Regions from separate parts of the Zea mays genome. Here region 1 is linked to region 2. Evidence: chromatin contacts called from public Hi-C data. All regions are on one chromosome and are shown on one strand. Each heading gives the region's core, a stretch centred on a gene start, on an enhancer-like site or on the middle of the called end of the contact. The rest is flanking DNA. Distances are from core to core; before and after follow the strand shown. Region 1 holds the start of LOC100277163. Region 2 holds the start of LOC100191845.

The links. Hi-C and Micro-C count contacts between places; a contact is called where the count stands out from the background.
Region 1: a Hi-C map of leaf shows a contact between it and region 2, with 2.7 times the contacts expected there. The contact joins the promoter of LOC100277163 here to the promoter of LOC100191845 in region 2. A contact is called at or near these places in 7 of 25 Hi-C or Micro-C datasets (ear, endosperm, leaf and 1 more).

Annotation. Positions count from the first base shown.
Region 1 is chr5:40,616,866-40,623,269 of Zm-B73-REFERENCE-NAM-5.0, reverse strand. LOC100277163 reads right to left here and starts at 4,005. Exons shown (of 3, transcript NM_001407176.1): 1 at 3,638-4,005. The coding sequence starts at 3,902.
Region 2 is chr5:40,434,136-40,440,932 of Zm-B73-REFERENCE-NAM-5.0, reverse strand. It overlaps LOC100191845, which reads left to right and starts at 3,030. Exons shown (of 12, transcript NM_001137269.1): 1 at 3,030-3,354; 2 at 4,276-4,968; 3 at 5,226-5,314; 4 at 5,479-5,548; 5 at 5,617-5,700; 6 at 5,792-5,868; 7 at 5,964-6,045. The coding sequence starts at 3,042.

The DNA of each region.
Region 1 (6,404 bases), core at 2,756-5,255, 180 kb before region 2:
GCGGGGTGCATGGCGAAAGTCAATGTACCAATTAATAAAAAGTGCAAGCTTGGTCCAAGGACAGTGAATTGTGTCTTTCTTGGATATGCTTCGTGTAGCATAGCATACAAATTTTTAGTAGTTAAATCTGAAGTTCCTGATGTGTATGTTGATACTATTATAGAATCACGTGATGCTACTTCCTTTGAACATATATTTCCAATGAAAGACATTCATAGCAATTCTAGATACTCTTCTGAGATAACTCCTGAACATAGTACACCTATTGAGAGTTTTGAACAGCTACATGAAATTGTCCTAGAGGAGGATGACAATGATGCTCCTAAAAGGAGCAAGAGACAAAGGGTTGAAAAATCCTTTGGTGATGATTTCATTGTGTACCTTGTGGACGATACTCCTACTACCATTGTAGAAGCATTTGCATCTCCAGATGCAGATGATTGGAAAGAAGCAGTTCATAATGAGATGGACTCCATTCTTTCAAATGGTACGTGGGAAGTCACTGATCGACCCTATGGATATAAACCTGTGGGTTGTAAGTGGGTGTTTAAAAAGAAGCTCAAGCCTGATGGTACAATTGAGAAGTACAAGGCTAGGCTTGTGGCTAAAGGCTATACTCAAAAGAAGGAGAAGACTTCTTTGATACTTACTCACATGTTGCTAGAATGACTACTATTCGAGTACTACTTTCCTTGGCTGCCTCGTATGGTCTCCTTGTTCATCAGATGGATGTAAAGACAGCTTTTCTTAATGTAGAGCTGGACGAGGAAATCTATATGGAACAACCTGATGAATTTGTAGTAAAGGGTTAAGAAAGCAAGGTGTGCAAGTTATTGAAATCTCCGTATGGTCTGAAGCAAGCACCAAAGCAGTGGCATGAGAAGTTTGACACGACTCTAACGTCTGCAGGCTTTGCCATTAATGAGGCAGACAGGTGTGTATATTATCGCTATGGTGGGGGCAAAGTAGTTATATTGTGCTTATATGTCGATGATATACTGATATTTGACACAAACATTGATGTGATCAATGAGGTCAAGTATTTTCTATCAAAGAGTTTTGATATGAAAGATCTGGGGAAGCTGATGTGATTCTAAACATCAAGCTGATTAAGGCAGATGGTGGGATTACTCTCTCGCAATCTCACTATGTTGAAAAGGTTTTGAAGCGATTTGGCTTCTCTGATTGCAAACCTTCTTCAACACCTTATGATCCCAGTGTGACACTACGAAAGAACAAGAGAATTGGTTTAGACCAATTGAGATACTCTCAGATCATCGGTTCAGTCATGTATCTTGCTGGTGCAACAAGGCCTGATATCTCGTTTGCTGTGAGCAAATTGAGTAGGTTCATGTTAAACCCCGAGACTGATCATTGGCATGCACTTGAGCGGGTTATGCGTTACTTGCAAGGTACAATGAATTATGGAATTCACTATTCTGGTCAACATGCAGTACTTGAAGGATATAGTGATTCGAACTGGATATGTGATGCAGACGAGCTTTATGCCACCAGTGGTTATGTCTTTACTATTGGTGGAGGTGCGGTATCATGGAGGTCATGCAAGCAGACCATCTTGACGAGGTCAACCATGGAAGCCGAGCTAACTGCACTTGACACAGCAACCGTTGAGGCAGAATGGTTGCGTGAACTCTTGTTGGACTTGCCGGTGGTTGAGAAATCAATACCAGCTATCCTTATGAACTGTGACAATCAGACATTGATTGCTAAAGTGACAAGTTCTAAGGATAATGGGAAGTCATCAAGACATGTCAAAAGACGATTGAAGTCTGTTAGAAAGTTGAGAAACTCCGGAGTTATAAGTGTGACTTATATTTCAACAGATAAAAATCTGGCAGATCTTTTTACCAAGGGACTACCACGTAATGTGATAGAAATCGCATCAAGAAAGATGGGTATGAGACCCGTATAAGTTGCCATGGTGGAAACCCAGTCTATGTGATCGGAGATCCCGTGAATTAGGTCCTGGGAAGAACAAGCCATTGGTGAACTGAGGAGAGTAACCTTTGACCCTCTCAAAGTAAAGATGCAATACTCTCAAATGCTGTAAGGCAGGTTGGCTTTGTGCCTTAATGTGTTTTGTTGGCTTATATTAGCAAAGATGTTGTCCTGCAGAACATTATTGAAAGAACACACCTATATGAGTTAGACTGTCTAACATCGCGGTCTATGAGATCTGGTTGATCTCTAGTAAACTCATGAAGAGACCTTGGAGTACGACGTATATGCTCTACCGAGAAGGGGACTACTGGTAACCAAGTACTGGTCATGACTTCAAGTGAAACCCATTCACACAAAACTTGCAATTCAAGGCATAGTCCATTGTCCAAGTTGTGGGTTGGTGTAGCTTGGAGTTCTAGCCGGAAGTTCAACTTAACAGTCTCTGCTGAAACACTAGTATATTAAACAGTAGTGAACAGTGGCAAAAACTGCAGATGGGCATTTGAGATCTGGTGGGGATTGTTAGGATTTATGGGCTAGGCCCAATTGAGAAACTCAATTAAATCCCAGGAAAATCTCAAAAGCCCATATATGTGTATGGCTAGGGAATGGTGGAACCAATAGCACCATATTGCTAGTCCTAGTGGAATGGAGCTAGCTTAAATATGGAAGTCACACTCACTCACCAAGTCATGGATGAGAGGAGAGAGTGTGGAGAGCCACACGCGCGCGCGCTCGCTCGCCTCGCCTCGCCTGGGCGGGGCGGGGCGAAGGGCGTGGGCGCACGACATGCGCGTGAATGGTCCGCCGAAATCCGGCCCCTCGCCTTGCGGGGCGCGCCTTCCTTTTGCCGTTTGAATTTTTGGTTGCTTGGCTATTAAGTTGAGAATCCTAACTGATCGCTATAAAATCTAAACTGAACGCGAGATTTTCGCGGGCGGATAGGATCGAAGATAGTAATCTGTTCGCGGACTCGGCCCTATAAAAGGCGCCTGGCAGCCAGCATCCAAATCATCCCAGTTTTCGCTTTCGCCTCTCTTCACAGCTGAGCCGCCTTCAGTTCTCTTCATCCCGACCGCAGACGTGCATCTGCGATCAGGAGAGCATGTCTCCAGAACCCTTCGCCCTCGAGATCCTGCACCGGGAGAGGGCGAATAAGGTTTTTGGGAAGCGTCCTCACGCGACTGCTCGTGATCTTCTGACCTCGTCGACCCTGCTGATTTCGCTGCTTCGACTTCGTCGACCCTGCTGATTCCGGCCCACGCCGTTAACTAGTATGTCTGATCAGTACGCATTATCTGATTTGACTTTTTACTTCAGTTCTTCTGATTTGGTCATGATATATATTCGAAATTTAATCTGGACTTTATCTAATTATTCAACATCTTTGTCTTACAGGGTCCAAGAATAAAGATACTATCGGCATTGGTTCAGAGAAAGTGGAAGTCAAGTCATTTCCTTCCTGTTGAGGCATTAGAGCATCTCCTGCCCAAATGCTATCACGCTCGCCATCTCGCTTTTTTAGCTACTGCACAAGAAACTGAGCCTCCAGCAGTCTAGCTAAGGGTTTCGTCATCCCTGTTGCAACTAGAGAGCTCGGGCGCAGACCTTTGGATAGTAAACCCTGGAGGACTGTCCTGTCAACCGAGCAGAGCTGGGGGGGAAGGGGGCAGACCTTTGGAGAAAGGGACGATGTGGTCGTACTCGTAGCAGAGGCATCCGTGGCAGCCCCAGAAACGGCGGCAGACCACGTTGCCCACGGCGTCCTGCCGCCAGCGTTCCGGGTGCCGTCCCGACAGCACCGCTGCCTTACGCCAACACGCCGTCCTGGTCTTCTCGTCGAAGGACCTCGGGCGCTCCTTCCATGTCGCCGGAGCCGGAGATCTCCCGCCACTCCCCTCGCCGTCGTTCTCCCGACGGGGAGAGGAAGGGCCACCCATCCAACCCAACCTCCGTCAAACCTCAGGGAGTCAGGGCTGGTTTGGTAATTGGTACTATTCAAAAATCAAAATAGTCTATTGTGTCAGCGAGCACACTAAAGTCGGCTCGGCGGAGTCGGGTTTTGCCGGATATTTGTCGTGGGTGTGATTTGGGGTCCGAAAATTCATTTTATTGTATATTGACCTCATATGTCCCTCAAAACATTATTTTACACCGTTTTATACTGTTTATATAATATAGTTTAAATATGAACATAAATATGGATAAATTGTTGGAGATAGTCTAAAACTAAAACCATGACTTTCTTGATTGTTTTCATAAATTGTGTATTCTTTTTTATATTTATTTTTTGATTTTTTGAAAGATCATAGTAAATCATAGAAAATGTAAAATAGAAAAATTAATTTTGTTAAGCTCTAATGAATACATCTACCCTTATTAATCTTAAAAAAGAAATACTAGCTAGGGTTTCCAATTTTGCTCCCAATGTATCCATCATTTTTATATTGACCAAATGCAATGTGATGTAAAGCACTTAAGATCTTTGTCAAGAAGGTGATGAAAGAAATGGGCAGCTTGTCCAGCCAATGGCTTACCATCTTTCCGTCTTACCTGTCGAATGGCATGTGTCATATCTAATAGCAGATTGACCGCCACCAATATAGCAAGCTACGGGCCAGTAAGCAATCAATAGAAATATCAGTATGAAGAGGATGGAAAAGCTTACTGAATACTGAAAGGATAACTTGTTAAGTAGCCAGAGAATAAAGAAGTAGGCAGGAAAAGTGAACATATAATATGATATGTTTTAGTACAATTTTATTATAGTTTTGGATTCATGACTTTCTGTAATTAATGTACAACTATAGTTTTTTGTTCAATTGTGATGTTTTTTATGACGAGATTAATCATGCAGAGATTGCATGCTTGAGATATAGTAAAAAGATAAACCTATATAAAACTATAACTTGCCACTCCCTCGGTTCCAATTTATAATTTATTTGACTTTTTTATCCAATTTAACCAGTCTATCTTATTCAAAATATTTGTAAAAAAATCAAAGTCATATCTAAAGTATATTATATGTTATCCTGTCGGTCGTCATGATATTCTTGTATGGATGATGAACTCCAGCTTGCTTCCCTGTTTGACATGCGCTACAAATTCTGTCTTTCTCAAAATGAACATTTGTTATTCATAAAATATGCTCTTCCTTTATAAGCTTGTGAAGATTCTTCATCCCAACATGAGCAAGTCGACGATGCCAGAGCCAGCCCATATTAGTCTTAGTAATTAAGCAAGTATCTAGTTCAACATTGTTATCATTAAAATCAACTAAATATAGCCGACAATCTAACACTCCCTTAAAAGCTACTTAATCATCACTTTTTCTAAAGACAGTAACATCAACATCAGTAAAGAGACAGTTGTAGCCCATTTTACATAATTGAGAAATTGAAAGCAAGTTGTAATCTAAAGAATCTACAAGAAAAACATTAGAAATGGAATGGTCAGGGGATATAACAATTTTACCCAAAGCTTTAACCAAACCTTTATTTCCATCCCCGAATGTAATCGCTCTTTGGGGATCATCATTTTTCTCATATGAGGAGAACATTCTTTTCTCCCGTGTCATGTGGTTTGTGCACCCGCTATCGATTATCTGACTTGTCTCGCTGGATGCATAAACCTAAAAAACAAATTTAGACCTTGTTCTTAGATACCCAAACGGTCTTGGGTCCTTTTACATTAGAAACAAGCACCTTGGGTACCCAAACACAAGTCTTGGGACTCTTATGTTTGCCTCCAACATATTTGGCAACTACCTTGCCTGATTTGTTAGTTATCACAAAAGATGCATCAAAAGTCTTAAATGAAATGTTATGTTCATGTGATGCATTTGCAATTTTCTTTTTAGGCATTTTGATATGAGTTGAATGCCTAGAGCTAGAAGCCTCATTAGTATACATGTAAGCATGATGAGAAATAGTATAAGATTTTCTAGCATGAATTTTTCTAATTTTGTGCTCAGGATAGTTCCCATGATATAAAATGTAACCCTCTCTAGCATGAATCATGGGAGCCTTACCCTTAACAAAATTAGATAGTCTGTTATTGGGGGCATTAAGTTTGATATTGCTTTGGCTCCTATATTGGAAGCCAATGTCATCCTTAATGCTAGGGCGTCTCCTATTATAAAGCATGCTACGAGCAAATTTAAATTTTTCATTTTCTAACTCATGCTCGGTAATTTTAGCATTTAACTTAGCTATGTGATCATTTTGTTCGTTAATCATAGCAAGGTGGTCATCTATAGCATCGATATTGGCATCTCTACGTCTAGTGCAAATGGTGACATGCTCAATAGTAGATGTAGAAACATTACTAGCATTCAATTTTTCTATCTTAGCAATTAAATTATCATTCTCAGTTCTAAGACAAGAAATTGAATCATTGCAAATGTTAAGCTCTTTATACAAATTTTCATATTTTCTACTTCA
Region 2 (6,797 bases), core at 1,781-4,280:
TGCACTAAGTTATCCATCCACCACATATATAACGCTAGTAAAAACTATAATAACAAGCAAGCAACACTCTCACCGACTACTGATACATTCACCAATTGATAAAAATTATGAAGTAAATAAGGAATAACAAGTTTGTTGTTCGTTTATAAAATAAAATGACAGTATGCACTAGGTTTGGTCGGGTTTAAAAAACCCACGGGTTCACGGGTTTGGGTACTATAGGAACAAACCCATACCCATAAACCCGTTGGGTATAGATTTATGCCCATTAACAAACCCATGGGTGTGAAAATTGACCCAAACCCGTACCCTAATAGGGTAAAAACCCATCGGGTTTCGGGTTTCGGGTACCCATTGCCATCTCTACACCGGACAGTGAACAGTGACTGTCCGGTGCACCACCGAACTGTCCGGTGGTCTCAGCTGTCAGAGCTCCAATGGTCAAACCCTAACGGTTGGGTGACGTGGCTGGCGCACGGGACAGTATCCGGTGGCGCACCGGACTGTCCGGTGCGCCCATCGACACACAGCCTCCCCAACGGCCATTTTGGTGGGTGGGGCTATAAATACCCCCAACCACTACACTTTAAGGCATCCAAGTTTTCAGCCATTGCATTCAATACAAGAGCTCTAGACTTCACTCCAAGACACAAACAAGAGATCAAATCCTCTCCCAAGTCCACAATCACTCCAAATATTTAGTGACTAGTGAGAGAGAGATATTTGTGTTCATTTGAGTTCTTGTCGCTTGGATCACTTTTCTTCTTCCCCATTCTTGTTCTCAACACCTTTGTAATCAAAGCAAGAGACACCAAGTTGTGGTGGTCCTTGTGGGGTCTAAGTGACCTAATTGATTGAGGAGAAAAGCTCACTCGGTCTAGGTGACCGTTTGAGAGAGGGAAAGGATTGAAAGAGACCCGGTCTTTGTGACCACCTCAACGGGGAGTAGGTTTGCAAGAACCGAACCTCGGTAAAACAAATCACCATGTCATCCACTTTATTTGCTTGTGATTTGTTTTCGCCCTCTCTTTCGGACTCGGTTTTAATTCTAACATTAACCCGGCTTGTAGATTGTGCTTAAAGTTTATAAATTTCAGATTTGCCTATTCACCCCCCTCTAGGCGACTTTCAGCTCAACCTTCTCAAGATAACCGTGATGACATAGTGAAGAAGCTTGAGACGGGAACAACTGTGGCATGCACAAGATCCCTCAAAGAAAAAGTCAAGGACTTGAGGAATGTCAAGAGGAGGGAACAAAAAAAAAAGAAAATCAACACCTCTACTAAAAGCCTCAACCATGCCTCCATACAAGGTAACATCCAAAGTAATGATTAAGCCACATTTTACACTAAGAAAAATAAGAAGTGTAGTGAATGCTTTGAAAAGGGGCACTTGATTAGGTCATGTCCCTATATTAAAGAAAATAGGTTGTTTATTAACAAGGATGATAAAAATTGTTTTATATGCTCTGAGAATAAACATATGGTTAAGTCATGTCCTTATGTAAAACAAAAAGGCATAGTTTTAGAAAAGAAAATATTTACTAACCATGCAGCAAACAAGGGACAAGGAGAGAAAAAATCTTCAAAACATGAAGCTCGCCTTTGCTACATATGCCGAAGAAAGGGACATCTATGCAAGGATTGTCCCATTGGTAACTATTTTGCTCCTAGCTTGTCAATTGATTCATATGTAACTAGGCAATCCAAAATCGCAACTTGTGCTAGAAAGGTAATGAGTTTAACAAGTGTTAGCACAAAGGATATTTGGGTTTCTAGATCTTTGTTGACTAACCTTGATGGACCCATCAAGAGATGGGGACTAAAATATGCTTGACAAACTTTGTAGGGGAAAGGAGATGATATGAAGCTCTGGAGGTGCTTGAGCGGGTTAATTCAATTCTTATTAACTCAAGCTATCAATCCTACAATGTTTTATATCTCTAAGATTGACCTAAAGTTATTTTGAATTATTATATCTAAAACTCATATCATCTCGAGTAAGATATTGATGTTGTAGGGGATAAAGGATTATCTTGCGTGGAAAATCAAAGCCTACAACATGGAGGAAAATCGAATGATGGTAACACTTATGTCTTTAAGTGCAAGTATCTTCAATTATCATTTCTCTTGTGTCTTGTGTAGTCATATAGAAAAAAAGAAGTACTTAAGAATATTGTTAAATTATGTCACCATTCTTTGGAGAAAGTTCCTCTCATATGGTAGATTGCATATTCATCATTTCTATATTGTGGCAATCTACACGCTTTAAAAATTTTAAGTACCTCATGTCATGTTTTACATTAATTATCCTATTGTTGCCCTATTCTAGACGTAGAAAGAAATATTCCAAGTTTATCTTGTTCTAACCGCTAATCGAAGGATTAAGTTCGAGTTTAAAGTTATAATTTTTAGGTTTCGTCTATTCACCTTCCTCTAGTCGACTTTCAGGTAGAATATTAAGTTCCAAGACATTATGTAAAATAGGTTACACGACACTTTATATAATACTGTTTGATACTATTTATAGAGTAAATTTTAAAATATGAGAAGAGATAAAAGAGCAAGAAATCCTGTATTCAACCACTTTTCAATGGCAAAAAGACTACCGTAGGCTATGGGAGGCTACACATGTCTCTGAGAGCGGGTGTTTGGTTACCCCAAACTAAACTTTAGCTCCTATCCCATCGAATGTTTGAACCTCCGTTCTGGGTATTAAATATAGTCGGATTATAAAACTAATTTGTCAGCCGAAGATTAAAAGACGAGACGAATCTAGTCCAGTTGGCTGGGTCTATATTTCATACTCTTATTTAAAAGTCAAACGCTTGATGTGAGCCGGGCTAAACTTTAGCAGGGATTGGAAGACCTAGTCCACGGTGACCAACTGACCATGGCCAGCATTCACTCCACTCTGCTCCACGCGAGCCACGAGGTGCGAGAGTGCGACGCGAGAGAGGCAGATATCAGTGGGGCAATATAAAATAAAACAAAAAGAAATAAAAACTGCATCGGCATTTATTCCGTTGGGCCTCGCTTCCGATGCGCCGGAGCTCGCACGCGATGGGAGCGCAAGCGTTTCGGCTGCTGCTGCTTCTGCTGCTCGCGGCGGCGGCGGCGGAGGCGCGCTTCGTTGTGGAGAAGAACAGCCTGATGGTGACGTCGCCGACTTCGTTGCGGGGACGACACGACAGCGCTATAGGGAACTTCGGAATCCCACAGTACGGCGGGAGCATGGCGGGCGCCGTCGTCTACCCTAAGGACAACGCCAAGGCTTGCGACGATTTCGACGGCAGGCACCCCTTCCGTGCCAAGCCTGGCGCGATGCCCACGTTCCTCCTCATCGACCGCGGTGGTAAGTGCTCCCGATGTCTCGATCTGTCTTTGCGCGGCTGATTTGTGCCATGCCCTTTGCTTTGTAGTTGTGATTGGAGACTTAGCTGCAAACTAATTGATTAATTATTACTGGCTGGTTTTGTCGGCTGTAGCATACTACAACTAGGTGGTGCTAGTGTAGCATTTTCTAAGTCTCTCTGGCGAGGAAGTTGACACCACTATAAATAGCAACACCAAAATATGTTTTTTATTATCTTTATTCCATTATTAAGATAATAAATTGGTGGATCCATGCATTGGATGCTGAATATAGTCTCCTGTAGGCATAAAATTGGTGGTTTCAGATAATTGGGAATGTTTGTAGAGAGGCTTATGCTGCTACCGAATAGACTTGCAGAATGGTGATTACAGAGATTTTGTTGTAGTACTAATCAGTAAGCACGAGTGAAGAGTGCTGCAGACCATTTTGGTGATTTGTCTTCTAATGCTGCATTGATATTTTGACATTGCCATCTGATCTTAGCTGTCATTGAGTCACTTGACAAAAATATGTAACTAGGAAATTATTGATTCCCTGGAATGCCAAAAATCTGACTCTGATCTCATATGACTTTCTGCTGTATTAGCTGTTTTTTTACCATCCCTAGTAACTTCTGAAATATACCCTTTATTTCCTTTTAACCTTCATCATCACTGTTTGCGGTGAGAGCTGTCTCACTGAGTCACTGTTGAGTGCAGTGGTGAGAGCTGTGTCACTAAGTTACCAGGTCGCGGGTTTGAAGCAGCCTGTCCGCATTTGCGGGGGGAGGCTTACCTCGGTTTATCCCTTCTCTAGACCTCACTCATGTGGGAGCCTTTGGCAATGGGTCTGCCCATCACTGTTTTTTTTTCTTCAAGCTTCATGGTAATCTAGTTTTCCTCCTTCATATGTGTTTTCCAGAGTGCTTATTTGCGAAGAAGGTTTGGAATGCACAAAATGCTGGTGCCTCTGCAGTACTTGTAGTTGATGACAAGGATGAACCATTGATAACAATGGATTTACCTCGTGAAGATGACGAGGCTTCAAAGTATATACAAAACATAACCATTCCTTCTGCATTAATAGATGAAAAATTTGGTGACCAGTTGAAGAAGGCTGTTAAAGATGGGGAAATGGTTAATGTTAATCTTGATTGGAGGGAGGCTGTTCCACATCCAGATGACCGTGTTGAGTATGAGTTATGGACAAACAGCAATGATGAATGCGGGCCTAAATGTGATATGCTGATGAATTTTCTTAAGGAATTTAAAGGAGCTGCCCAACTACTTGAGAAAGGTGGCTATAGCCAATTCACGCCCCATTACATTACTTGGTACTGTCCTCAAGCATTTGTGATCAGTAAACAATGCAAGTCTCAATGCATAAACCATGGAAGGTACTGTGCACCTGATCCAGAGCAAGATTTTAGCACAGGCTACGAAGGAAAGGATGTGGTGGTAGAGAACCTCAGACAGTTATGTGTGTTTAAAGTTGCAAACGAAAATAAGAAACCATGGGTCTGGTGGGATTATGTGACTGATTTTCACATAAGGTGTCCAATGAAGGAGAAGAAGTACAATAAAAAATGTGCAGAAACTGTCATCAAATCACTAGGTTTGCTCCGTTTTCTTTCCTCGCTTACTTAAGAATCCACATTGTATATATATTTTGTAAAAACATGTTTGTAAGTTTTTAACATGCTTGGCACCCACTTGCTAATCTGAGTAATCTATGTTTACTCTCACTTGAATTAGTGTTCAGATGTTCACAGTTCATAGCATGATATATAATCAGACATGCAACTTGCAGATATAATGGTTGATCACTTCAGTATACATGTAACAGCTGTAATGTTTTTACACTTGAAATAGGTCTGGATGTGAAGAAGGTCGATAAATGCATGGGAGACCCAAATGCTGATTCTGACCACCCGTTACTTAAAATGGAACAAGATGCTCAGGTGAAGTGACCTAGCATATTATGTAGTTTGTCGTGGAGCTTTTATTAGTAAAATAAAGCACACAGATTTATTTTTTAAAATATAACAGTCACTGCAGACTATTTCATTGACCTTTTACCGTCCTTCATTATCTATGAGTTAATTTGTGCTGTTATATTGTATAGATTGGGAAAGGTTCAAGAGGAGATGTTACTATATTGCCTACACTTGTTGTGAACAACCGGCAATATCGAGGTAAATATTCTGCAGGTACACAAACTTACATCCACTCTATATGACTTTAACCTGCAAAAGGAATACAGGGAAGCTTGAGAGGAAAGCTGTCCTCAAAGCTATTTGTGCTGGTTTTGAGGAAACTACAGAACCAAATGTTTGCCTGAGTGATGGTAAGCACATATAAACTATTTAACACCTAATATTCAGTAATCAGTAATTTATTATATGGAGGCTACAAATTGTTGAGCTGTTTGAAAACAGATATAGAGACAAATGAGTGTCTGAATGACAACGGGGGCTGCTGGCAAGACAAATCTGCTAATGTAACAGCCTGTAGGGTATGTGTAGATAGGTACAATATATTCATTGATGTGTATGTGCGAATATTTTTTCTATTTTTTCACATCAATGTCATCCAAACATTCTTACTCAGGACACCTTCCGTGGTAGAGTGTGTGAATGCCCCACTTTCAATGGCGTACAATTTAAAGGCGATGGCTACAGCAATTGTGAACGTAATGTCTTTTGTTCTATTTTCCCACATTCTAACTCTGAAATATTTAAAAATATAACCTTAGTGTCAGCTATATTAACAAGTTGCATTTTGGAATGAAAAGCTTGTTAAACGAAGAGGATATCAAATATGATAGAATGTGCCATTTAAATCTGATAGATGGCAGCTAGAGGATATTTCAATTTTGCATTTAGAAATTGTTTTTTTTGAGATTTAAACCATCATCAAACAGGATATTTAAATCTGCTAAATAGTACTGAGAAAATGTTACACCCAGCCTTTATTACTATAGCTTGTTTTGCTGCAACAGAAGGTTGACAATAGGTCAATTCCTTGCTGTCGAATCTACTGCTGACCTTGCACAGAAGCTTGCAAGCAGTTGCAGTTTAATTTCCTTGCAAGAGCATGACAACATCCAGTAGGCTGAATAGCAGCCCTAGGACAAAAGATTTGGCTGCCACAACAGTCAAGGTTCACCAGTTCCAGTTCACACACAAACTAGAACTACCTTTGTGTGTGTGTATATATATATAGTTTATATATTTGGAGCCCTGGTCTTCCAATAACTAGGTGAAGCCCTGACCCAATGCTGCCATCCGGTTCAGCTGAACCATCTCAAGCTGACTTAGGCCCCGGGCGTCTATAAAAGCACCCTCAGACTCTAGGGATTAGGGTTTCGGGCGTGGCAGCGACCGCGACCGCTCGAGGTGCGAGCGGCATCTGGATGTCGACGACGGCGTCCTGCGACTCGTG